Regions from separate parts of the Mus musculus genome. Here all the other regions are linked to region 1. The links are chromatin contacts, called in public promoter capture Hi-C maps. All regions are on one chromosome and are shown on one strand. The core of a region is the stretch at or near the end of the contact, and the rest is flanking DNA. Distances in the headings are between cores, read along the strand shown.

Region 1 (3,630 bases), core at 596-3,095:
AGCTTTTTACTTGACCTTTTTATCAGGCTGATATCTGGCACGCTTCACATCGTCTCCTGCCAAGTTCTGAGCACTTACAGTTCTCTGACTAATGGTTATAAGTTTGGTTAGCAGCATCTGGAACACTGGTGGTGGAGTCTGAGGTAGCATTTGCAGCAGCTGCTGAAGCTGCTCCCAGACAACAGGATGCATCAGATTGGTCTATACTCTTAGCACATTCCCTGAATCCCTGGTAACTGTTATCCACTGGTAACCCTCCACCAGGCTGGGTTTATTCAAGGAAGAATGACATCTTTAAAGTCAGGTAGCTTGGGAAGCCAGATCCTTCCTTCACAGGTTTCTGTTTCTTTCTTAGTTCTGGAAGCCTGTTCTTGAAGTTGGAGTCACTCCCCATCTTGCAGTTGAAGTAGATACAGTACCCAGCAAAGAGGGCAAGTGCCAGGGGAAATGGCTGCTTTGGCTGTCATCATTGCCCCATCTGGATGTCAGCTTTCCCTAGTAGCTGGCAAACAGTAGTTAGTACCTCATTCTGGAAGCTCACAGCCTGCAGCCACTTTGAATCAAGACATGGAAAGGCTACACCTAAAGACTTATACAATATTTCAAAGCCAGAAAGCCTGGGATGGCTCAGTTGAGTTGTTATGCTTTCAATTTCTCAAGTGCATTGGTTACTGGTGTGTCACTGTGACAGGAACTAGATGGAAACAACTTAGAGGAGGAAGATTTATTCTGGTTCATGGTTTCAGAAGTTGTAGTCCAACATGGCAGAGCAGGGTGGCAATAATGTACAGCCAAGACTTCTTACACAGCAGCAGACAAGACACCATGCAATCAGGCCAGAACCAGAAGCAGCATAACCCCCAAAGGCCTGCCACTAGAGACCTTCACTAGCAAGGTCCCAGATCCTAAGGGTTCTAACATTCAGCAGTCCCACAAAGCTAGGGTCCAAGTGACCACAGGATGAACCTGCAAAACAGATTTCAGACTCAACCCATAGCAAGGTTGTAGTTAAGCCTTTGACCCAGCGACTGCCACTTTCAGACTCTCTGAAGACTGGAGGGTCTGCCTCTGAGGAAGGTGTTGGCAGGTCTTGCTGCATGACCCTCAACACTCAGTTTTAAGGGAAAGAATGCAGACAGAAGAGACCGTGCCGGAGGTGCACAGAGCTAAGATAGTCAATATCTTCACACGCCTTCTTCCTTTCTAACCCCTTTCCTAATCAGCTGCCCTTCAAACCAGACCTCTTCTTGGACCACAGGAAAGTTACTAAGAACCCTAAGTGACTTAGCTTGACTGTCTGGATAAGGCTAGTTACAAAGGCTCCTATCTCTCCACAAACAGAGAAGAAACTATATGCCTTGAAGCGTTGTTTTTTGTTTTTTGTTTTTTTTGTTTTGTTTTGTTTTTAGGGAGTACTGCAGGCATGTGAGCGTGTGTGTGTGTGTGTGTGTGTGTGTGTGTGTGAATTCCAAGAATTCAAATAGGCAAAGCTTCATTTAAATCCAGATGGTGAGTAGGCCGATCTCTTCTGGGCATCTAAGTTGCCAAGGTGTCTGCCAAGTCTGCAGGTGCATTCACCAGATCAGCCAGCCTACCCAGAGGGGCAAAGGCAAAACCAGTTTCCCTGACCTAGGATGTCCAGCCAGTTGTTCCCTGGAAATCATTCTATATCCGAGTTCTCTCAGTATCTCAGCCCTCTGGTCTTTGAGCTTAGTCATACAGGAGGAAGACTTCCTGGTTCTTTGCACGCCGTTCCCGCCAGCCACGGTGAAGAACTACAACTCCCAGCATGTCCTGCGAGGGGTCACGAGGCACGCTCCGCTTGCTCCGGCTGTCACGTGACTCCAGAAAGATGGCGGCCTTGACAGCAGAGCATTTCGTGGCGCTCCAGAGCCTACTGAAGGTATCTTGAAGGGGTGGGGACGCGTGCGGCCACCGTCTTAGGGTCTGGGACTTGGTGCAAAGCAAGAATTGGGAATAAACCGGCCCTGACTTGGAGCATTGTCCCACTCCCACCCTACCCGCCGCGCGTCAGTGCTTCTTTGTGTGACCCTGAGAAAATCGTTCAGCCTTTCTGAGCTTTTAAACAGGAGCAACAAAATTAATCACGCCCAGATATTAAGGTGGAAGTAAAAATCAGATAGTCGATGTAAATACACCCAAGAATTAGTGACCACGAGTGGTTTTATAGATTGGAGCACTTGGGTGACAGTCACCAGTTCCCATTTCATCCCAGTCTTTACGCCTCTCTCAGGGAAATTCTCTCCTTCTTGTCACCCTAGTACTTCTAGGGACGTCATAAAGTTTGAGTTACTCCTTAGAAGGGTGGCTTTGCATTCCCTCTTAGGACTTATTACTAGTGTGCACACACCATGGATGTCTTTGTGTTCTCTTCTGAGGAACATGATTTCTGTTTCTTCTTGTTTTCCTTTCTTCTCTCTTATCCAGTTGAAGATCAGAAATGATCCTCGTGACACTGTCATTATAAGTCACACATATAATGCCCTTTCCGTTATCCATCTTCCTAGTGTGCATTTGCTCAGTCCACTCCTGAGCACTTTGACTTCATTGTTCACAAGCCTATGCCAACAAGAACAAGACCTGGCACCCAGTATGTGCCGAAGAAATAGCTATGAAGGGCTTTAGTATAGTGGAGCTGTGACTAGGATCCAAGAGTTCTCCTTAGCAGCTTTTTCTCTTCCTTGTGGTTGATTTAAGCCATTCCTTTTCCATGCTTGCTTGTCTTGGGACATTTTCTTTTCCTTGGTAAGTTTTGGAAAATAACATATAGCATACTGAAATCATTAGTAATTCCCTTAATGACTACACACTCATGTAGCCAACACCAGACCACAGACTGAGACACCAGTACCCCCAGTGCCTCCCTGGTTACTTACTTCACTTGCCTTCCCAACAGTGCATAGCTTCGGACACCATGTACTATTACTCAGTCTCTGAACTCCACAGAAATGGAACACTTCTTCATATCAGTGTTCACATCTGGCTTCCAGTCATGATTGTAGCAATAGCTCATTTTCACTGCTCTATTGTTTAAATACACTTTATTAAAAGCTAACTATAATATCTCCTGTAGTTGTGGGAAATAATGCAGAGAGATTTTTGTCCCATGTTCCTTAATGGTGACTTCCTGGATATCTACAGAACAATATCACAGTTGGGGTATTTACATTGATCCAGTAAAGCTCCAAGGCATAGCTATCTATGTAAGACCCCTGGGTTGACATCTTACAGCCAAGCTCACTTGCAGTTGGCCTCCAGAATTCCTTGACACTTCAACATTCTTGTATCATTAGTTTTCATTTCAAGAACGTTTGTAAATCTTGGTGTAGATGATGTTTGTGGATTGGCTTTCCTCACTAAGCCTAATTCTCAAGCTGTAGATCGAAACCCCTTTGTGGTTGCATATCAGTTTTCCTGAATAGCAGATATTTACATCACGATATAAACTATGAAATAGCAATAAAATAATGTTATGGTTGGGGTCACCACAACGTGAGGGACTGTATTAAAGGGTTGCAGCATTAGGAAGACCGAGAGACCACTACTCCAGAGAGAATCATACAAATCATAGGTATTCACAATTGCTTCCTTTTTATTTCTTCGAAGTAT
Region 2 (3,630 bases), core at 296-2,795, 500 kb after region 1:
GTCAATTCAATCCCTCCCAAACAGGAAATCCTTTGGAAGATCCATTCCATAAATTAGAATACACTAATGGCTCTTCTCCCACTAACTGCCTTCCCCTCCCAAGACTACAAGCAGAAGGTCTAAGGTCATGTGACCATGCCCAGCATTTGCTTTAGATGTGCTCTTTGAACACAACTCAGATCACATTTCCATTCTAGCCATGGTTGTAAAGTTTGGTAATTTCTATTTTTTAAACTAGCTTCTCTACTCGTTTAAGCTTTTAATCTCTATGGTCTTGCAACTGACAGTTGGGAACAGAAATTTAGAAGTCATATACCAGGGAGGGTGAAACCTTAGTACTTAAAAAAGGCTTAGGTTGCCAGATACAATCCTGCTTTTTATAAGATAATCAGACAAAAAAAGCCTGTCTGGTGATATCATTCCTCTAACCTATTTTCATTGGCTGAACAAGCAGGTCACTTGTCCCTGGAAAGCTTTCCCCAGCATCTCTCTCTCTCTCTCTCCCTCTCTCCCTCTCTCTCTCTCTTTCCAGCTGCTGGCACCCATTTTAAGCTATTCAGCAAGAACACTAATGGATTATGACTTTACCCCTGGCTGTAGAAAAAAGAAAGGAATGCACCAAACCATGTCTTGCCGCCTTGTCTTGTCTTTCCTTCAGAAAACGAAGAATGAAGGAATCCCTAAGCAGATGACAGACTGAAGGCAGCTGTACCTTGCTAGTTTAGAGATGAGGAAACCCTTTGTCTTTTCCTAAAAATGCATTTCACCACCAGAATCCTTCCTCCTGCCCACAAAGCATCAAAAGCATGGCCTCCCCAGGGGACACACAGAGCAGCATCTGAGAGCCTTCCTTCAGGAAATCCTACATTCTACATTTCCAGCCAATTCAAGAGTTATTTTCAAACATTCATTGGGCTTTACATTGAGCCTGCTATGTTCAGCCTCAAAACAAGTATGAAGAATAGCTTCCCTAATACAACCACCCCCAAATAGAAATGAAAATGAAAGTCTCTTAGAGCAAACCTGTCTCTAACAAGTTCTAGAATTGATGCAAAACTACAAAAGGAAGATTCTGGTCCAAGTTCACCCCATCCACGGCTTGTATTCCCCACACCTACTCCTTCCTGTACTCTATGGAGCCTTATGCATATTCTGACAAACAGACAGCAATCTGGTAGGCTATACTAGGAGAGCAGTGCCCAGGCACTAAGTAGAGGGGGAAGATACCGACTGTTTCAAACTGAGCTACTCTGGAGGCCTGAGAAAGGGAAACAATTAAGTCAGAGAGCCAGAACTCAACCACCAAAGCCCAGAGTGAGAGAGAGACTGCCCTGAAAGCAGGTGTAGAGAGAGAACAGGTCACTAAAAAGCAGAGGCATCCAGGGGCAAGAGGCTCAGTGAAATGATGTCACTGAGAAAAGGAGCCCTGCTTTCCGGCAGACATCATCAGAGGCTAATTATGAGGTCCAGTATTCCTGAGACTGAGGTTAGCAAGCTAGAGCCACCACTCTGCCATACTTTGCTGTAGAGGCAAGTACTCTGAACAAAGAAGTACTTGGCACCTATAGTGGGGCAGTTAATGAATACCTTCTAGGTTTTGAAAGGTCAAAGACAGATCCTGTACAAATCTCAAGACTGTTTTGCCATCCCCACCCCCAATACACTTGGGAGACATACATCCTCCAAATCTACCCCAGAGAGAACATTAACCACCCTAGGGGACAGAGTCTGGGGAGTCTCCAAAAAGAAAAGAGCATGCCCAACCCAATAACTACAAAGCTACATATGGACAGCAGAAGCCTTTGCTATGCAAAAGGAAGCTACTAAAGTGAAGAGTGACTGAGACTCTTGTAGGGTTCAGGCTCAGCACCAGCATAAATCTTCTGACAGGTTCAATTTACCTTCCCTAACCCAAGCACAAAATGTCAGTTTCCAATTTTTGGGATCCAAGAAGAGACTGCTCTAACTTTTAATTCCATTTTTTTAAATACCTTTTACGCTTTGCCTTTTGAAGCCAGTATTACCCTAAGGACAAAACAACAACTATAGATGACAAAGTTCTCAACAAAACACTTGAGAACCAAATTCAAGAATAGGCTAAAAACATCACATATCATGATGAAGTTGATTACACCACAAGGTTGGTTCAAAATATGAAAAGAAAAAAGGGGGGAAGGGAATACAAACAACTAAGGAAAAGTCAGACCTGCAAATATTTTTTATTTGTAGATCATATACTTAAAAGACTTAAAACTCTACAAGGCAAATTTCAGACTTAGGTACCTTCAGCAAAGAATTAGGATATAAAGATAAAAAAAAATTATGTACCAACAACAAACTTTGCATGAACAAGTTAGGAAAACTATCCCATTTGTAATAGCTTAAAAATAAAATAAAATCTTGAGCCTAAACCAAACCACAGAATTAAAAGACCTCTATTAAAAAAAAAAAAAAAAAAAAAAACCTAAAGACCTTAAAAAAAAAAAAAAAAAAAAAAAAAAAACAACTGAAGACTCTAGATAATGGAAAGACCTCCAATTCTCAAAGACTACAGAATTAATATTGTTGAAATAATGATATCACCAAAAGTGGTCTACATATTTAATAATCCACATCAGATTTTAAATGGCATTCTTCACAAACATTATGAATAAGACTCCAAATAGCCAAAATAATCCAAGCAGGGAGGGAAAAAAAAAATCAATGCTGGAATGGTCACAATTATTTAATCTTGGCTTATATTACAGAATCATAATGAATAAACTTTATGGTACTGTACAAAACAGAAATGTAGACCAAGAGGACCCAGAAACCACACAGCATGGTCACCTAATTTTTGACAAAGCTGTCAAATATACACTAGGGAAATGGGGCAACCACCTGTAGAAGAAATTAGATTCATATTTCTTTTCCTACACAAAAATCAAATGGCAATAAATCAAAAACCTTAATCTAAGATCTGAACTGCTGAGGCTCCTGGGCTCTAGGAGCTTTCCTCTAGAACCTGCAGGAAAACAGCAAACACACATCAGGATAACGATACAGGAGGCAGGTGACAGTGGAGGCAGGTGTGGTGGTGCGTATCTTTAATCCCAGCACTGAGGAGGCAGAGGCTGAGCCTGAGGCAGGTCGACTTCTGTGAGTTCAAGTCCAGCCAGGGCTACATAGCAAGACCAAGTTTCAAAACACAAATAACAAAAAAGCAAATAAAAAGCCAGGTAGTGATGGCACACACCCTTAATCCCAGCAGAGGCAGGTGAATCTCCTGACTTGGGAAGCCAACCTAGTCTACAGAGCTAGTTTGTGGATAGCTAGGCCTTTCTCAAGGGGAACAAAAAGATACAGAGGTAGATGTTTAATGCAACACTATTCACAACAGCCTTTTTATGAAACCAACATAGGAATGGAAAAGTATGATATATACATACACACAATGCAAATGTTTTCAAAAAAGGAATGAAATTATGGCAATGGCAACAACTGGAGATACTCATATTAAGCCAACTAAGACAATGGCAAAATGCTAAATAGCATATGTGTTCTCTTATTTGTATTTGTACTTAAATGTATGTGTACATATTGTACCTGTGACTTGAAAGCAGAAGTAATGTTAAGGGGACCAAGGAGAAG
Region 3 (3,630 bases), core at 604-3,103, 480 kb after region 1:
TCCTATTATCTGGAAACCTCAGGTTTTATTTCTGCATGCATTTCTTGGTGCTTTTTCAGCCTGCCCTAAAGTTCTCCAGAAATGTCAATAATAGTCTCACTATATGTGATGTCAATAAAAAGGGAAAATTCTACAAAGTCAAGGAAGAACGGTAGATACCCAGAATGGTGGAAGTGTGATCAGGAAGCTTCTTTCTAGAGAGGATCTACTAAACAGTCAAGCTTCTCCAAACAAACTGAGTGTGGAATCTCAGAGGCTAATTAAACCAAGATGGAACTACTTAATTAAGAGAAAATTATGTCCCCCTCCTTTGACGTACGTACTTACTAGGGCACTGAGTGTCTCCAGGAAAATGTTACCTGAGAGACTTGGTTCTTAACACAAAGGAAACTTAAAAGGAGCATGTTCTCTTTGGTCATCTGGTTTCCAATTTGCCAAAACCCTTAGTGCTTACTTTATGGACATAATCTTCTATCTGGTTACAGCTGCATTAGGGTGCAATGTTAATACTTAAACACAGCATTGTTTATAATTTGGAAACATTGGTGGTTATTTGTGTATGGTCAGAAAACAACAGTGAATATCTACAGGCAACCTTGTTTTATAGGTTAATAAGAGAAGCGCTGGGGAAGAACAGTCATAATGTCAAGTTTGGTCCAGTAACACATGTTTTCTGCTATAATATCTGTCTCTATTGATCACTTTTGAACTGCTCAAGGTCCTTCTAGATAATTTATTTGAGGCAGGTCTCTTCGTAGACCTGGCTGTTCTAGAACTCAAAGAAATCTGCCTGCTTCTACCTCCTGAGTGCTGGGATTAAAGGCATGCGCCATCACATCTAGCAATGGAGTTCTAGCATCTAGCAATTTTTACTGAGTTATTTCCATATTTAATAGGACAGTTCTCTTAAGGTCCCTTACCAGGATAAAGATTTTACATCTTAAAGATGTTAAATCTTATCCCATGACATATTATTATGTGCTTGTATTTAATATTTCTTAGCTAGACTAGATCCAAGAGGTATGTACACTGACACAGACACTTTACATACACATATTTGAACACATAAAATCTTGAATTAAGAAGCTTGTATTCAGCCAGGCGTTGTGGCTCACCCCTTTATTCCCAGTACTCAGGAGGTAGAGGCAGGCAGATTTCTGAGTTTGAGGCCAGCCTGGTCTACAAAGTGAGTTCCAGGAAAGCCAGGGCTACACAGAGAAGCCCTGTCTCAAAAAACCGAAAAAAAAAAAAAAAAAAAAAGAAAAGAAAAGAAAAGAAAAAAAGAAGCTTGTATTCAAAAACAATATCCACTCAAAGTATCTGACATGAACTAGAAGCTATTAACGCCTTGCTAGCTGAACTATAGAAGAGTAAGGTTTTATTTCCTTTTACTAATTAGAGAAGACATATTAAAAAGAACAATAATAATAATATATATGGCTTAATAAAGATGTACTCCTAAATAAATAAATATGTATTCCAGAGAAGTAGGCCTCTTTCAATGTCAAGATCACACAAGTCCATGTTTTCATATATGACTGAAAAAGCTTGTTTATGAATTAAACAACAAAGCATTTCTTAGGCTGGGAAAATTACCAAGCAGTTTAGAAACACAGCAGATGTGAACTCTGAACTACATTCCATCATCAACATTCTTAGTAAAGCCATTCCCATAACCTAGTTTTAAGCCTGACTTTCTTGGGTTTTGCACTGGGATGTTGAGAACATCTGAGAAGACGTTAAGTACAGTGATGTTTCAAGTCTTCGTGTAGGGATACAGCCCAGTAATAGAGTGCTTGTCTCTAATAAGCAGCATTACACAGCTGGTAACAACAGTAAAGCCAAAGATTCAGCTCTAGTCATCCTGTTCCAAAAGCAGTGACAACCGCTCCATGCCACATTCTACCCTGAAAACCCACAGGAGGAAGGTCAGAGACGCTGAATGTTAAGTCAGCCTTGCCTTTCACAACTGAACAACTAGCTGACTTTGACTGTCAATAAACATTTTAGAGACTCATTTTTTTCTTACAAAAAATAAACCCCAAATATAGTTTTCTTTTAAAATGATATAACTGTATAAACTGAAACCAATCCAGATTTGTCTCTGAACACATTTGATACCCAAATAAGCAGCTTCCCTCTTCAGGGGAATGGAGTACAAATCAGCAGTTGTGGTGACACGGCACAAATAAGAAGTATAGAAACCACAGAAGAACCTTTTCCTATGCTAATGCTGCCCATCAGTACCACCCATCTCTCCTAGCTTTAACCAAACTTTATCAAGACATGTAATACATGCAGCCCTTTCTTCCCCACCATTAAGGAATACATTAGTCACCAATTTCATATTGCTTCCCACTGAACTGTCTATAGAATTGGAGCTATGCCCTTAGTCTGAATTCTTTCACAATTGTGACACTTCTCTAGCTCCCTCATTACCAACTTCATCTTGGCAATGCCACACATTATTCACACATCACTATGATTGAGAGTTTTCAACCCTGCACCACTGGCATTCAGAGGTAGTAATTCCTTGCTGTTGGGAGATGCTAAGGCATTGTATGATGGCCAGCAGTATCCTCCCTACCTCAGCTGTGGCAATCAAGTGTCTGGACATTGCTGCAAGTAATGAGAAGCACTAGACTCTGCTTTAGCAATTTCATCCCATCTTTGGAATGCAATTATCACAACCTTGGAGAAGGCCCTTTACGCCTGGATTTTCTCTCCAGGCAACCCATCTTAGTGTTCCTCTTGACGCATGACCCTCTCTATCTGGGTACTTTTCTAGTACTTAAAGCCTCACACTTCAAGCTGAATCACCACTAACTCCTCCTTACCATGCCTACGTTTTGCACACACACACCCCAGTCTTTCTTGTGTTAAGGACTATCAGAAGCTCGATGTGTGTATTTCTTCAGTTAGCCATCACACTAGGTACCTCACTGTGAGGAAGCTATCATTTTATTTAGTTTACAGATGAAGAAACTGAGGTAAGGAAAGAAATTAACTCTGCCCCAAGTAAATGGCTGGAGTTCAAATTTGCATAGTCTGAGTACATAATTTGCCTTCTATCTATCTTATTTTTCCATAAAACGCTGATGTGCCCTCCCACCTCTGTTCAAAGTAAGGGCATTTAGGCAGGCATCCAGGATACTCGCACTAGTCAGTTTTATTTTCTTCTCCTCCCTCCTAATCTCTGGGTCTTACATACAGTGGTAGGCAGCTGGTTCTGAATGAAGCCACACTACCCTTACCTTCTACAGTACAGCTGGCGGTGTCTCCTCCCTATGAAAACCCCCTACTCTCTTTAGCATTCCCTCCAGTGGGTTTCAGTAGACACCCAGACCCACACTTCAGCCCTCCAGTTCAGCCCCCCCCCCCTGCCTATTCTATTTTAGCCCTTTAACTTAATCCCATCCCTGCCCATGACCAACTCTCTAAAAGTTCTAAGTCACAGGGCATTTGATGTGAGCCCATACTTAGAATCCTACTGTACTTTCAACCATGTCTTAAATCTTTACTCATGTCTCCTTGGCCCTGAATTCTTAGCTATCTGACCTTGACTTCCAATGTCACCTTTGAACCTTTCAATCTTAGTGACTATATATAGTCCCCAATCTCACCACATGA
Region 4 (3,630 bases), core at 405-2,904, 440 kb after region 1:
CTAAAGTGTTTTATACCAAATACTCAATCTACTCTTATTTACACAAAATAGTTTTATTTCTTTCCTGGCTATTTACAATTTTTTGTTTTCCTTCTTTCTTAGTAGTAGTCTTATCTGGCACCAAAACACATGGTCACATTACTCAGCAGTTCCCTTTTGAGGTGTCCAAGTCCCATTTTGGTGACCAAGGCTCTGGAAACTTTCTGTTGTATCAAATACTGATTCTTCCTGCTGTGGTGTAAAACTCAGGATGCACATAAAGTTCTCTGACAGAAAACAACATAAACTCTCATGCCCTCACTCTCTCACAAACCAACTTGTCTCTGGGATTCATATAACTGCCTCTGTCTTAAAGTAAGATTATTAGCTTTCTTTCCAAAATACCCCCAAAATAATACCACCAAATAATGTAACACAGATTTGCATGCATGATGACATGTGGTCAATGGTGAGACATTATGTATGCATGCTTATGGCATGATTAACATTTGTAAATAAGCCAACACTGTCTTCTATTTAGCAAGTATTAAGATGAGTGTGCTCTCGTGCTCACTCTTTCTCATTTCTTTTTTTCTTTTTTTTATTAGATATTTTCTTTATTTACATTTCAAATTTTATCCCCTTTCCCCCCGTCCCCCCCATCCCACCCCTCTTCCCCTGCTCACTAACCCACTCACTCGTGCTTCCCTGTCCTGGCATTCCCCTACACTGGGGCATCAAGCCTTCACAAGCCTCTGCTACATATGTGACTGGCCTCAAATTTGCAATTCTTCTGCCTCACCCTTTCCAAGTGCCGTGTGTATAGGCACACTCCACTCCACCACACTTGATTTAATAAGGTCTTTGTGATGTCAAATCCTATGCTGTTAATAACCACATTCTAGCAAGTAAGTTCTGAACATGCCTTGGTACCTATAAGGGTGCTAGATACTTTCTTAAATTGAAAATAATCAAGGCTAGATTATGACTTTCCTTAGACTGGAAGATTATATCTTATTATATTTCCAGCTCCCTACGCAATACCAACAGTATTTGTTGAGTTACTTGATGAGAATGTGACTCCTCTTCTAAAAGACATAGCGTAATAAAAACGACAAGCTTATATGAATAATTTAACATTTAAAAACGGAGCAAAGCACAAAACTACAATGGGTCAGTGTGTACAGAGTGGGGAGTACAGCCAAGGACATGGTCTTTCTCTGTCAGTACTTAGTAGTCAGGAGCTAGATTAACCTCAGCAAGACAGACTCAAATCTTTCAAGGTATGACAGGTAGAACAAGTAAATGAACTGGGCTGAAGACAGACTGTGGTACAGTGAAACACACACTCCAGTTCTAGCTGGTGACCATCCTGGAGAAACAGTCACCCAATGTTGCTAAAGTTATCCTGAAAGAAGCTGGAAAATCTGCTCTTTAATGTGAAATATTTAGATTTTAAATACTGATCTGAAATGTAAAAGCTATTCAAAGCAGAAAAAACATACATTTAGGACAGATTTGATTGATGACTTAAGTTTGCAGTCTTAAAATTCAGTTAGTAACTCATAAATTTAAAAATATTTTCATGTGTATGTGAGTGCATGTGTACAGACATACATGAGGGTGTCAGATACCTTGGAGCAGGAGGTACAGGTGGTCATCTGACCAATTTTAAGTGCGGGGACAGAACTCTGGTCCTTTGCAAGAGTAGCAGCAAGTGCTGTCAACTGCTGAGCCACCTCTTTAGCACTATTTCAAAATCCTTTCATATTCAAGGGCCCTCACTTACCCTCAATGGACTTCAGATTGTGAAATTCTTAGTTTTTTGTTTTGTTTTGGGAGGGGGAACAAATTTATTTAGCACATTGCAAAGAGAGCAACAAGCAAGACATGACAGTCGTAATCTTCTAGCTAAAGCTTTTCAAGTACTTAATTAGTTTTCATATAAGAATTAAATATATAATTGATTATAATATATTATAATTATAGACATATATTTAATGAATAATTAGATATATCATTCAGGTCTTCATAGGAAAAGAATATTAATGCTAATTCTATCCTAAAAAAATAAAGTTGACATTTTTATGAGTACAGCTTAATGTTAAGATTTTTTCCATTAAAGTTTTAGATTACTTAAAATACATCATAGATTTTATTTCTATCTTGCAATTTAGAAATTATATTTATTGAATTGAGCAAGTGGGCTCTATGATCTAATAGCAGTATAGTAGGAAAATATGTACTCTTAAGATTTATACTCTAAGACACAGTTTTCATCCTAGCCTTTACTAATGCTCTAGTTTGATTTCTGTTGCTGTGAATAAAAACTATGACCAAAAGCACCTGTCTATAGTTGTGTGCTCTGTGTTTGTGTAGGGAGGGCAGGTACGGGTATAGGTGTGTGTGTGTGTGTGTGTGTGTGTGTGTGTGTGTGTGTGTGTGTTCCATCTTACAGTTACATCATTGAGGAAAGTTAGGTTTCTACTGGTTCACAGCCTCTGGGCTTGGATCAGCTTTTTTTTTTTTTTTAAATACAGCCCAGGCCCACATGCCTAGGGATGTAATACCCACAGTGGGCTAGACCTTCTTACATCAATTATCAATCAAGAAAATGCCACACAGATATGCCTATGGCCAGTCTGATGGAAGCAATTATTCAATGGAGGTTCCCTTTTCTCAGGTGTGTCAAGCTGACAACCAAGATTGACCTTCAGTAAATTATGCAGCTTCTTAAGTAATTTCAACTACATCATAGGACTTTCCTGGGTAGTAAAATGAAATCAAGGAGACAGCTGCTTTGCGGGATGCCTGTTACTATCAGGATATTAACTATTAAGACTTTGCTAATTTCTGTTCTGTGCCTATGCTCAAAGCTTGAATCCATGTTAAATGCTCTCTTTGAGCCACCTAAAATGAATCACTGAGCTTTTAATCTTCATTCTTCAACTTAAACTTCCTGTGACGCATCTTACGTGGTAGGCCTAAACAGGTCCCTTTTCATCAGAACTCACAGACTATGGCCCAGAAAGTGCTACAGTGAAGCACAGTAATTAACGTCTTAGACTGATAATAGTGTTGGAGAAGTTTTCCTACTGTCAATACACTCTGTAGCTACCCACCATTCCACTACCTCTACCTGACTGAGCAAGTTCTCAGGGCCAGGACCATCAGGAGCCTGTATAATCCTAACTGTATCCATCACTTACTGAATATATGAGTGCTGAGCCCTGTTCCTGCACAGTACAGGTAGAAAACCTGAAGGTCACAGGTCAGCTCAGTTTCCAAGGTTATATCCATTAAAAATGATTTTAGTTTTGACTTTTGAATCTACATTTATCTTAATTTCAAAGGCCATTCTGTCTGGACTGCACTAAGTCCCCTCTCTTCAAGTAAGAAATCTTGGGTATATGTATTTGTGTATTTGCATACGTATGTAAGTGTTTGTGTGTATATATGTGTATGCCCGCCTTTCACAAACACAGAACATTTTGAGACTGTTTCTCCATTATTCCCACCACAGTAGAGAAACAGAACTGGCAGTGCTTCCAACCTCCTTCCTGATTCTCCCTCTTAGAATAGAATACCAGCATCGAGGATTATCCATTGCAAACATCTGACTGAGAGAGGTGGCAGCCTCCTATGATGACA
Region 5 (3,630 bases), core at 763-3,262, 410 kb after region 1:
CTCTTGGGATAAAAGAAAGGTGGTGCAAACACTTCACTTAAGTTATAATGAGGTGGCAAAAATTACTTCCAAGAATGCCTTTCAGGGAAACAGTTGTATGAGATTGCAAGAAATACTTTGAGAGCTATTTGGAAGAGGGTGGGGTGAGACCCCAGGAGGGATAGGCTGGACTAACAACAGATGGCTGCTAAATGGTCTTCTAAGAAGAGGTTAGAGCTTTTTGTTGAGTGTGGGATGCAGGTGCAGCATAGCTCCAGCAACACACACCCCAGCTCTTCATGCTGCCTCCACCCTCTCCTTTAAATAACTGTTGATCTAATATTGAAAGAACAGCAGCTCGCAGGGGCACAGAGGCATTTTTCTTCCTCATGTGCACATATTTCCCTCTGGTGTTGAGTGCACACACTCTCCAGCACTTCCCACCCACATGCTGCTGCCTGTCACACCAAAACTTGTGTTGGAAGGTTCTCCTGTGGTCTCAAGGGTAACATAATAGTGAAGACATGAAAATAGTTAATGGCCAATTCTGTTAGAAGCAAGACAAAAACAATTCCTTCTCTTCTTTCTTGTGCTATTGGGTCTGAATCGAAGCAAGGCATTGCACATGCTGGGCAAACAACCACTGTGCCCGAGGAGAGTGCCAAACTCTCATCTTTGGTAAGTTTACACTTGGGCTTCTAGTTCAGAACATGAATGTAAACTCAAATTGGGGTAAAGGAAGCCTGCTGGGAATATCCGTAAGGTAGAGCCCTTAAACAGGCCCTGCGGCTCTTAGTTGACATAGAGTAAGAACCCTAGCTGAAGCCTGGGTAACATTTACTAAGATTCTACAATTGCAGAGCTGGAAGAAAATGGAAAATCTCCATCTTAGAGGGCTCTACCTTTATTTTAGGAGTATGTAGAAAGACATGGCTGCTAGAGATTGCACAGTCTCTTGGTGGGAGAGTAGGGATGGGAGTTAGGTTTCTCAACTCTCTTCGTTGTTATTCTAGGACAAACAGGTGTCTATTGGTAGTACCACCTGTTTTAGACATCGTGTCTTCAAGTTCTCAGCATTATGATATAACATGTAGAGAAAGAGAATATATTCACAAAATGTCTGCATAGCTACATCAGGTGAGCAATTTTGTTAGCACTGGTAACACAGCAGCCAGGAATAGGGACAGCTATGAAGAATAAACAAACACACTGTAATCTGAAGTCCTTGCAACAGGTGTAACAGCCTGAAGGAGGATCTAAAGGCTGTGTGGGCTAGTGTAAGGACACAGTCCATGCACAGCATCTGTTAGTTATCAAAAGCTACCATTTTTTTTAAAAGGCTTGTTTCCTTCCAAAGTTAGGAGAAGACATAGTAATAGAACCAAGACTGTTTACTTCTGAAACCCAGGCTCAGGAGCAAGTCTCACTTCATGTTCCAAAGGCAGAAGACACATGCTAATTCTTCCTAGAGACATCACAGTAGCATTGAGCAGTAATTCCTGCTAACTGTCCTCTCCTCCGCAATCCCCCAAAAAGCTAGGTCTCAATTCTGTTTTTTATTTTATCCCATCACTCTTCGTTCCATCGTCTGGGGACTCTCCTCTACTGACACACGCAAGATCAATTACATCACATTATCCGATGCTAGTTGTGTTTATAACACAGAAGGCAAAGAAGGTTTTTATGAGCAGAGATTTTGTTTTTCTATTACTACCTCCCAAGGGAAACAGAAATATTTTCTCTGGAGCTGGGCAATGTGTGTGGTTTGAAGGGCTGGGTCCACACCACACCTTATTTTCTCTTCTGTGAAAGGATCTAAGCTAGTTCTCCCCTCCCCCTCCCAACCAAATCCTCTTACTCCAGAACAATGATCCAAGCTGAGAAATTTCCCAAACATCTGAAACCTGAGAATATGTGTCTGGAATCCTTGAAGTTCATGGTTTCCAGATGGAGACTGGAAGAAGGGGTAAAGGAATGGAAGGAGGTAGGTGGGTGAAAGATGGGGGAAGCCTGAACTCTGGCTCACTTCTGCCTGCTGTGGTGTCTGCCAGCTGATGATGAGCCAGGCGAGGCAGCAGTCGGTCGTTCCCCTGAGACCCGCCAGTGATGAGGAGGAAGCAAGCCATTGTGAAGCTGCCTTCCCCAGGGCAGTGATGACCTTCCGTAGCACACAGTAAAAGAATGCCTATGGCTTGGCTCTCAAGAGTGGAGTGAACATTCTGCGTGGGTACCACTTGTATCCCACAAGGGGTAGTCCCGAGGTGACTGGTTCTTCCTCCGAGACTTGTCCTCTTGTCAGAGGTGGGGGAAGGCTTAGCAAGCAACGTTAGTAAATGACAGGCAAGTATATTTGGAAAAATGAGGGATAGGTATGATTTCAATAGGAATGCTTTTCTTAGAGCAGACAAGCACTATCTTCCAGGGCAAATGTGTTCTAATCTCTCAGTTAACAAGTAGAAGTGTTGAGACAATAGTCATCTTTCACTTTTGCCTCTTTCCTTGTTTTTTGTTTGGATTTTGATTTTGTCTTTGTTTTGTCTTGCTTCTGTAAGCCCAGCCTGGGCTTGACCTCAGAGGCATCCCCTCTCATTCTGCTATGAATGGAACTGGAAAGTATGATGTAAAGTGAAATGCATTCAGAGAACAAGTACTGTCTTCTCACTCGTAGGAAGAAACTAAAGAAATCAACCTTGTAGAAAAAGAGGGTGGATTAGAGGAACTACAGGTTAAGAAATGAATCTTAAAGAAAAACAGTAGAATATAGGAACAAAAGGTATTAATTAAAGAAATGAATGAATGAATCCCATAGAGCAAGAGAGGAACTAAAGGTTCACTAAAAAAGTGAATGTCACAGATGGAATAAGTAGAATATGGGAACTAAAGGTTGTAAGGTTAGGGAATACAGCTTGGGTAATGGGGACCAAAATACAGTTATATGAGGAGGAATAAGTTTTGGTCTTTTGTACCATAATAGGTGACTACAATTTATAACAATATGCTGCCCATTTTAACAGGAGAGCATTGCTATCAGTAATTTGTCATTTCAACCCAAAACCACCCTTCCTTCCACTCTCACCATGACCACTGTCTTAAGTATAGTCTCCTATGGTGGTGGTACTGGCCTCTTGGAATAGGTTGAATTTAATTTTAGGATAAAGTCTACACCTGAGTACAAAAGGTCTCTTAATGGGTGTTGAAACAAATTAAGTTACTTTCAGTTAATATCCCCGTCATCTTGATGTTACAATAAAATAGCATGTAGCCAACAGCTACATCCTTGGACTTAATGTTCTCAAAGTCAAGCAGAGGGCTCAGCCTCTTCTGGACTTCATCTGCTGGCCTGGGACACAGGAATGTTTTAAAGTGCTCTGGTTTAGAGAAGCAAACAGAATTTCCTTGTAGTGACATGCCTGCAGACCCATTTCACTCTGAGGTCTGAAGAAACCACCTCTGCAGGCTGAGTGGCACCCAGAGTTACAGACATTATCATTGGGAAAACATGGCCATTTCCCACCTCTCTCCTTTCCTGGAGCTGACTGTATGGTTCTGAAGTGAATTATGATTTCATCTCTTCTACAAAAGGTAGAAAGAATGTTGGTTGCAAAGAAATGATGAAAAATATTTAAGTAGAGGGAAGATGGTTGGTTGACA
Region 6 (3,630 bases), core at 433-2,932, 350 kb after region 1:
GCTTAGCATCTTCACCCAAGGTGGTCACTCAGTATCTGTGGGCAGGAATTCTCTGTGCCTGTGTGGGTCTCTCCAGGAGCTGATGGAAGGATCACCATAGCACCACAGCAACATCCATGTCTTTTATGGCCTCAAAATTGACAGCCTTTTGCAACATCTCATTCATGGGAGACTTTCCTTAGGGCCCACCTGTGCTCAAGAGAGGGAGAATGGGGCTGCATCTTCCTCTTAAATGTGTGTTTGAGTGTCTTCCTGCATGCGTGTATGTGAACCATGTATGTGTTTGATGTCTATGAAAGCCAGAAGAGAGCATAGGGTGCCCTGGAACTGGAGTTCATGTGTGTGCTGCGTCCTCTGCCAGGTCACAACCAGGGAACAGAGCTGCTTTTCCAGTCCTCGGGAGGCATCTTTTGAGGAAGTGCTGTCAAAAAATTTAAGGAGCCATTCTTCAGGCTTCACGCTACCATCCCTAAATAATGCCTGAGGCAGGGAACATTACGGCAGAAGTTGGTTCTCAAAGGAGCCAATTTCTTTGTTCCCTGAGTCTTTTCTACAGGTGACCCTGCTGGGACAGCTGTTGCAGTGTAGTTGAAAACGAGCGCAGAAACGGAGCAGAGGCTAGTCATGGGTCTCCAGTAGCAGCTCTTATCCAAGGCCTGTTTGTGCTGTCTCCTCTGTTGGATGCTGGAAGGGGAGGTTAATTTACAAAAACAAACCAAAACAAAACAGAACAAAACTGTACCGTAAAGGAGCTCGTGTGCATTACATAGAAAGAGAGCTAAGCTATGGTAGTAGAGTGCTTGCTTAGGATGCTGAAAGCCCTGAGTTCAAGTCTCATATCCTATAGAATGGACGTAAGGAACATGTCTTGAACCCTGGCACTTGGGAAGTAGAGGCTTGGAGATCAAGAACTCAAGGTCCTTCTCTGCTATACTGTGAGTTTGAAGGCAGCCTGAGATACACAAAACTGTCTTAAAGCAGAGGAGGAAGAGGAATGGGGAGGGGGAGGGGAGGAGGAGGCAGTTATGATAAAGGCCGATAAAGGTTCCCTTCCATGGTTCCCTCCATTTCATTTTGGAACCCTCCCCTTCACATTTACCCCTCCCTGTGTGAAATTAACCTGAAGAGGAGGGAAGCACTGTCAAACAATGCTGTAGCCAGCAGAGAAGGTGTCCTTCAGGAAGAATCCTGTTCTGAGACTAAGGATAAGCAGAGAGGCAGTTAAGCAGCGCTCAGACACTGATATTTCATCTCCAGGAGCCACATTTCAATTTAAAGGGAAGTTCATGGTGGTCAAGAGGCTGTGGACATCTCTTTTGCTACAGGACAGCAGGTGGCAGAGATGGGAAGGGACAGAGGGGAGGGGAGGGGAGGGGAGGGGAGGGGAGGGCATGGCTGCCTGTGAAGAGCCTGGGGGAGAATCTGAGGAACATGGGCTTCCTGGTAAAAAGCAAGGGAGGAACTGTTGAAGGCTGTTAAGGGCCTTGGAGGTCCTAGGAGGATGGGAGGAGCCACCCCAGGATCCATGCCCAGGGTTTGAGAGAGAGGGCTGTAGCTGGCTCAGGATCCAGAATCCAGAAGGCAGCAGTGCGGCAGGCACGTGGGGACCATCTTTCTGCACAGTGTACAGCCCCAACCCTACACCTCTTTGGGAGGCAGATGCTTTACTCTGCACACAAGCAGCTGCTTAACTCTGCTTAGAATCAGGGATGGGCTGCAGCAGCTGCCTCAGGCCATGAGGCAAGGTCTCACTGGACTGTACCCACAAGCCTCAGCGCTCAGAGTAGCAACCCCCTGCTCCCTGGCCCATTTCCGGCTCCCTTTCTGGCAGGGAGCTGGAACAGGCTCTGAAGGCATAATTGCTATAGCTCAGAGATCAGCCTGCGAGTTGGAAAACACATTTCCCCCTCCTCTCCCCCCTACACTTCCCCCTGTCCCACCCCCCCCCCACCCCCCAACCCTCAACAGAAGAAAACCGACTGCTCCCAGGATCGCCCTGCTGGATTTGACAGAGGAATGTGCCGGAATCACAGGGAAGCAGTTTTCTCCCTGAGACATATGGAAAACAGTTTGTTTGTTACGAAGAAATTCATAACTTGTTGTCTCTTTTTCCCCTAGAGGAAAATGAAAACACTCGCACATTAAGTCCTTTCAATCCCTTGTTTGTCTTCGGTGCTTTTGAACTAAACTGCAGGCATGGAGAGAAAAGTGTTTGTGGATGGAGAGGAAATGTTGGCTGGAAGGAAATAAGAAACTAAAGGGTAAAAATTATCCCTAAGGCAAGAAAAGGGTGAATGATGCAAAGTCAGGTGACACGTCTCACATGGGGCACAGGGTGCTTGTGACATTAGTTACAGTGGGTGAGAGAGAGACAGAGACAGAGAGAGTTGATTCTCTGAAGCAAGCTTGGTCTTCCCAGTGGAGATGAAAACAAAAGAAAATGCTTGTATTTTCATTGGTTTGCTGCTACAGAAAACCAAACCCAGGAGCCTGGGTAGCTCATCCAAGCAAATGCAAGGAGGCCGGAGGCCTAGGCTGGGGCTGCTTTCATCTGTAGTAGTGCCCCAGCGTGGGTTCTGCCCACTGAGACCTCCTGCACTGCCTTCCTCTGAGGCTATGAACAGCACTTGGAGCCCTTTTCTTGGTAACATGAAAATCTCTGTGCATAGCTTCCAGGATCTATCTGAATGATGTTTTAGGCCAAGTTTTTCACGGTCACCCTTCCCGGCCAATAATTCTTCCAGAGAACATTTAGCTGATTTAGAAAAAGTCTACCAAATCCCACATGGGACCATGTGCATCTCAGTTGTGAATGAATGTGGTTCGGGTCCTGCAATCCGTGCTCTGAGTCCCACTAACGAGTTGCTCAAATGTGCAGGAAATGCTCACCAGCTTTTGAAGAAATAAGTTACTACTGAGGGAAGCCAGGGGTGGGCGAAAGGGGTAAGTGTGGTTCTCTGGGTGGTCATTTCAATAGCTTACCGGGTATTTCCAGATCTGGGACTCCAGTAAGCCAGACTTATCCTGCTCTCCTCCTATAGAAACACCCAACTAAGCACCTAATATGTGCCAAGAGCTTTGTTCAGGGCTTATAACGACTTAAGAAAACTCACTCAGTGAATCCTGAGCAAAGAAACACATGAGCCAAGCAACATAGAACCCAGCTTTCTGCCCAGGGCACATTTAAGTGGCAGCACAAGTAATAGATTCCACCGACAGCAACGGTCCCCCTGGTGGGATGAAGAGAGAGGAGGGATTTCAAAGAGCTGATCAGAGAAGATAGCCCAGATGTCTGCATGCAAGTCCCCTTCGGGTTCTGACCACATAGAAAGCTGTGTGTGCCATAGGACTTTTCACAGGGGCTGGGGGCTGGGGGCTGGGGGCTGGAGGTTCAGTCTGCATAGATGTGCTCGTTCCACAAGTGAAAGACCTGATTTCTATCCCTAGACCCTGCATAAAAAGCTAGGCATGGAAGTGTGCCTGTAAGCTCAGATCTGGGAAGGCAGGGACAGGGGGACTCCCGGAGCTTGATGGCCAGTTTCAGTGAGAGACCTTGTTTCAAAAACTGAGGGAGAAATCTAGCCAAAAGATATTAATTAATTGCATTAATCTGTGTCCCCACCCCCCTTC
Region 7 (3,630 bases), core at 293-2,792, 300 kb after region 1:
AAATGTGTGAATCCGGGCAGATCTTCATGTCTGAGATGCCCTGGAACTGAGCCTGCTCTAACAACCTCCAAATAACTTGCACCTGCTTATAGCTGCCTAATTCACTTTGCCCTCCCTTCCTTCTCCACAACCCCCTCCCCCCAATCCCCATAACTCCAGACAAACAGAACACAAACCCTCAGTCTTGGTTTTAAAAAAAACCTACAGCAGCCACAGGAGCCTAACCCCTCACTGGAAACTGAGCAAGCCCACAAGACATTTAAATGGAGTCTCAGAGGAGTGGGGATGATGGGGGAGGGGGAGGTCCCGCTGGCCAGTCATTTGAGAGGATGCACAGGACTTGCAACTTCTAGGAAGGGAGGGTTGCTGGACATCTGCAAGGGGTAGCTCAGAAAGGTTTTGACTTCCCTCACAACAAACACAACGCAGCAGCCAAGTTTTCTGGAAGTATTTGGAAAAATCCGACATAAATTAGACGTGTGAATGATACGGCCACAGAGCATGAAATCTTCAGTAAAGAAAGTTCTGTGAGCATCAGCTGCCCAGAAATAAGCATCAGGGGCCAAGGGCGGGCAGAGCTGTGGAGGGGCTGCTGACAGCTGTGGCCAGCGGGCAGAGGCAGAGGGGAAGGGCTCCAAGCTGGAATTCGGAGCGTGCCCACATCAGCAGAAAAGTTCCTGGGAACAGCACTCTGTCTGGGAGGGACCCTGCGGGTCTCAGGATGCACGCGCTCTGAGATGCAGGGACCAACGGCCGTTAGAGGAAGCCCCGGTCCTCTTTTCCTTCCCTGCTCCCTGAAGGTTAAGGCATCTTCGACAGACGACAGAAGTAAAAGATCTGCTCCCAGGATGAACGAATGATTTCCATGTCCATTCCCTACTGCATCTCGCTATTCCCAAACCAGACACGGTCCAGGGAAGAAGAGAAAGGAAGCTGGGATGCAGATGCGGGGAGAGCGTAGATGGGAAACTGAGGCAGAAAAGTGTATGTTAAAGGCTGAGGGAATCCGGGAAGACCCGAAATCAAGAGTGGAGTCCTCTCCTTTCCCTCCTCGGTTCCCAGCACACAGAGCCACACTCGAACTACGCCCAATCCGGGCGGCCGCCCGGCTCTAGGGAGCCGGCGCCGCACAAAGCTCCGCCCGCGCACACACACGACAACAGCACCCGGTGCGCCGGCCCACACAATAGCGCGGCGCGCGCCCCGCCGCGGCCCCTCGCGGGGTCCCGGCCAGCCCGGCGCCGAGGTCCGCCCTTCGCGCACACCCACGCCCGCAGCCCAGGCCCGCGCGCGGAGCAGGGACGATCGAGGCAGCCCCCGCGCCCGGCGCTCGGTGAAGCGCGTCACGCGCCCCCCACTCACCCGCAGTGCTGCTCAGCAGCAGGCACAGCGGCCCCAGCAGCCACATGGCGCGGCCGCCGCTCCGCTGCCCAGCGACGTTGCTGCCCCGCGGCCTCGGTCAGACCCCGCCTCTCGGCGCCGGCCACGCCCTCTCGCCGGCCCAGCCACGCCCCCGCCCTCCCAGGCCAGAGAGCTCAGCCAAGTTCTGCACGCTCACAGTTGAATGTGGCCGCCTGAGCTCTCCTCCACGGTCCAGGTTACAAAGGTCCGGCGGATCCAGTTTTTGCTGCCTCAGGGGTCAAATTGCGAGGAATTCTTAACTGCCCCGGCTCTTCTCTCGGCCGGTTTCCCTTTCTTCCTGCATCCTGCGGGGATGAGAGAGTCACCATCTCCCCAGAGCCTAGATGGAAGAAAAAAGTTTGAAGAACCGGTTCTTAGGAGAAAACTTTTTTTCATTGTTGACAGTGAAATACGACCGTTGCTTCTCAAACTCCAAAATGTATCAGGCAGGCTTGGCGACCCCGTTATAAAGCTCACTTCCACTCAACAGGTCTGCATTTCTAATAAACTGGGGGGGGTGATTCTCAGGATGGTAGTTCCTGGAGCCACTGGAGGAGCAGAGAAGACATTTCATCCTGAGATCTAAGAACACTGAGGAGAGTTTTAAATCCCCAAAACTTTATGCATTTTCCATTGTTTGGGCATTATACACTGTTTTTTAAGGAAAGCCTATTATCATGGAGCTGAGGAAATGACTTAGCAGTTGAGAGCAATTGACCTTCTCTGGTTAGACCTTCAAATGAGCCCCCAGCCCCAGAGGAAGCCATGATTGCCTTAAGTCCATGTGCTCCTCTAAGCTGCATCTAGGTTACTAACCAAAAGACTGAGTGCATTCACTGGGTTATTGCTTTCACCAAAAAGTCTTTTGTTACAAGGCGATAACATTACTATTCATGGCATTACAGCAAACACTGACCAGAACAGCTGAATCTCACTTAGCATCCTCCAGAAAGCTGCAGGAGGATGGCACTAGTCTGCTTCAGGCATGGCACTCTCATGGTCACACTTTACCTTTACAACAACCTCTGAAGACAGACAGTAATGTTTCTGTGACACAAATGAAGTCTCTGAGGCTCAAAAAAAAGAAAAAAAAAAAAAGAAAAGAAAGGAAGGAAGGAAGGGAAAACATTCTCAACAGCCACACATCGTTACTTACCACCGTGAACAAGCCCAGTTCAGAAGACCATAAGACACAGAACTTATCTGCAGCTTCAAAGATGATGTGGCCACTGGATCTGAGCTATGATCATGGAAATGCTCAATAAACAAAAGTTAATTTCAGCGTTTAATACAATTCTACTCCCAGGAAAAGATTTCTGGGTTGCAGCTCCCACTCCCCAAAGCCACTGAGCCTGAGAGTTTTCCCTGCTGGAAATTAAAGTCATTCTTTAGCTGTTGCTGAGTGTGTGTGTGTGTGTGTGTGTGTGTGGTGCATGCATGTGGGTATGTGAGCGTAGTGTGGTGTGCGAGTGTATGTGTGTGAGTGTGTGTGTAAGTATGTGTGTGTGAGAGAATGTGTGTAAGCATGTGTGTATTGTGAGAGAGAGAGAGAGTGTGTGTGCATGTGTGTGTGGAGAGAGAGTGAGAAAACACATGTGTTTAAATTGTCAAGCTAACACTGCTGGGAAATGACTTCTTGTAATTCACATTTAATGTAGTCATAGGATTTCAGGAGAGAAATTGTCTTATGTCTGTTAACAAATATTTTGCACTATCCAAAATGATAGAAATTTTACCTTCCACTTTTTAAAAAATTATATATTTATATATATATATATACATACATACATGTGTATATATATTGTATTATATCTATATATGTGCGTGTATGTATATATATGTATATATGTATATATATATCTTCAGACACACCAGAAGAGGGCATCAGATCCCATTACAGATGATAGGGAGCCACATGTGGTTGCTGGGAACTGATCTCAGGACCTCTGAAAGAGCAGTCAGTGCTCTTATCTGATGAGCCATCTCTCCACCCCAGCCCCTTACCCTTCCCTTTGTATGACTCGAAATTTGTTATTTATTTTATATTGCTCCTTGAATGAAGTTGTATGTCCCCTTAACAATGTAATTTCTCACACCTGTGGCCAGTCCTGAAACCAAAGAACAAGTACAGGAGTAGGGGCAGTAACCTGCAGTTTATCAAGAGAATAACCCCTTGCACAGTTTTGTCATAGATATATTTCTACTTTTTCTTTCCTTAGGAGTTTAGGG

Evidence for each region. Promoter capture Hi-C pulls out the DNA fragments that hold promoters and counts their contacts.
Region 2: a contact with region 1 is called in a promoter capture Hi-C map of liver, with 2.9 times the contacts expected there. The contact joins the enhancer-like site here to the promoter of Commd9 in region 1. A contact is called at or near these places in 16 of 39 promoter capture datasets (the 3T3-L1 cell line, 3T3-L1-derived adipocytes, the C10 cell line and 7 more), 1 of 484 Hi-C or Micro-C datasets (regulatory T cells), 4 of 115 datasets of contacts at active chromatin or transcription factors (embryonic basal ganglia, embryonic forebrain, forebrain and 1 more) and 3 of 9 other capture datasets (adipose tissue, embryonic stem cells and macrophages).
Region 3: a promoter capture Hi-C map of 3T3-L1-derived adipocytes shows a contact between it and region 1, with 2.8 times the contacts expected there. The contact joins the enhancer-like site here to the promoter of Commd9 in region 1. A contact is called at or near these places in 21 of 39 promoter capture datasets (the 3T3-L1 cell line, 3T3-L1-derived adipocytes, the C10 cell line and 13 more), 1 of 115 datasets of contacts at active chromatin or transcription factors (forebrain) and 1 of 9 other capture datasets (macrophages).
Region 4: a promoter capture Hi-C map of pre-B cells shows a contact between it and region 1, with 3 times the contacts expected there. The contact joins the enhancer-like site here to the promoter of Commd9 in region 1. A contact is called at or near these places in 15 of 39 promoter capture datasets (the 3T3-L1 cell line, 3T3-L1-derived adipocytes, the C10 cell line and 7 more), 3 of 115 datasets of contacts at active chromatin or transcription factors (embryonic basal ganglia, embryonic stem cells and large pre-B cells) and 1 of 9 other capture datasets (adipose tissue).
Region 5: a contact with region 1 is called in a promoter capture Hi-C map of the 3T3-L1 cell line, with 6 times the contacts expected there. The contact joins the enhancer-like site here to the promoter of Commd9 in region 1. A contact is called at or near these places in 17 of 39 promoter capture datasets (the 3T3-L1 cell line, 3T3-L1-derived adipocytes, the C10 cell line and 11 more), 1 of 15 datasets of contacts at CTCF or cohesin (large pre-B cells), 3 of 484 Hi-C or Micro-C datasets (the HPC-5 cell line, embryonic stem cells and nephron progenitors), 4 of 115 datasets of contacts at active chromatin or transcription factors (acute myeloid leukemia, embryonic forebrain, embryonic stem cells and 1 more) and 1 of 9 other capture datasets (macrophages).
Region 6: a promoter capture Hi-C map of embryonic stem cells shows a contact between it and region 1, with 2.6 times the contacts expected there. The contact joins the enhancer-like site here to the promoter of Commd9 in region 1. A contact is called at or near these places in 5 of 39 promoter capture datasets (the 3T3-L1 cell line, embryonic stem cells, hippocampal neurons and 1 more), 1 of 484 Hi-C or Micro-C datasets (embryonic stem cells) and 1 of 115 datasets of contacts at active chromatin or transcription factors (large pre-B cells).
Region 7: a promoter capture Hi-C map of the HPC-7 cell line shows a contact between it and region 1. The contact joins the promoter of Ldlrad3 here to the promoter of Commd9 in region 1. A contact is called at or near these places in 24 of 39 promoter capture datasets (the 3T3-L1 cell line, 3T3-L1-derived adipocytes, the C10 cell line and 16 more), 5 of 484 Hi-C or Micro-C datasets (the HPC-7 cell line, bone marrow-derived macrophages, embryonic stem cells and 1 more), 3 of 115 datasets of contacts at active chromatin or transcription factors (embryonic forebrain, embryonic stem cells and large pre-B cells) and 1 of 9 other capture datasets (liver).

Annotation. Positions count from the first base shown.
Region 1 is chr2:101,884,417-101,888,046 of GRCm38.p6, forward strand. It overlaps Commd9 (COMM domain containing 9), which reads left to right and starts at 1,846. Exons shown (of 6, transcript NM_029635.3): 1 at 1,846-1,903. The coding sequence starts at 1,853.
Region 2 is chr2:102,383,141-102,386,770 of GRCm38.p6, forward strand. All of the region lies in intron 1 of Trim44 (tripartite motif-containing 44), which reads right to left. Among named protein-coding and RNA genes, the nearest start is that of Trim44, 16 kb to the right of the region's middle. Within about 2 kb of position 1,546, at least 74 of the 459 cell types and tissues checked have an H3K27ac peak or open chromatin away from gene starts, as enhancers often do. A contact at or near this core is called in liver, memory CD8 T cells, pre-B cells and 2 more, where this site is marked.
Region 3 is chr2:102,360,863-102,364,492 of GRCm38.p6, forward strand. The region is part of intron 2 of Trim44 (tripartite motif-containing 44); the gene reads right to left. Among named protein-coding and RNA genes, the nearest start is that of Gm52521, 3.6 kb to the right of the region's middle. Within about 2 kb of position 1,854, at least 10 of the 459 cell types and tissues checked have an H3K27ac peak or open chromatin away from gene starts, as enhancers often do. A contact at or near this core is called in 3T3-L1-derived adipocytes, where this site is marked.
Region 4 is chr2:102,324,372-102,328,001 of GRCm38.p6, forward strand. All of the region lies in intron 4 of Trim44 (tripartite motif-containing 44), which reads right to left. Among named protein-coding and RNA genes, the nearest start is that of Gm52521, 40 kb to the right of the region's middle. Within about 2 kb of position 1,655, at least 1 of the 459 cell types and tissues checked has an H3K27ac peak or open chromatin away from gene starts, as enhancers often do.
Region 5 is chr2:102,293,064-102,296,693 of GRCm38.p6, forward strand. No RefSeq gene overlaps it. Among named protein-coding and RNA genes, the nearest start is that of Gm34268, 48 kb to the left of the region's middle. Within about 2 kb of position 2,013, at least 44 of the 459 cell types and tissues checked have an H3K27ac peak or open chromatin away from gene starts, as enhancers often do.
Region 6 is chr2:102,229,954-102,233,583 of GRCm38.p6, forward strand. No RefSeq gene overlaps it. Among named protein-coding and RNA genes, the nearest start is that of Gm34268, 15 kb to the right of the region's middle. Within about 2 kb of position 1,683, at least 63 of the 459 cell types and tissues checked have an H3K27ac peak or open chromatin away from gene starts, as enhancers often do. A contact at or near this core is called in embryonic stem cells, where this site is marked.
Region 7 is chr2:102,184,918-102,188,547 of GRCm38.p6, forward strand. It overlaps Ldlrad3 (low density lipoprotein receptor class A domain containing 3), which reads right to left and starts at 1,543. Exons shown (of 6, transcript NM_178886.3): 1 at 1,363-1,543. The coding sequence starts at 1,408.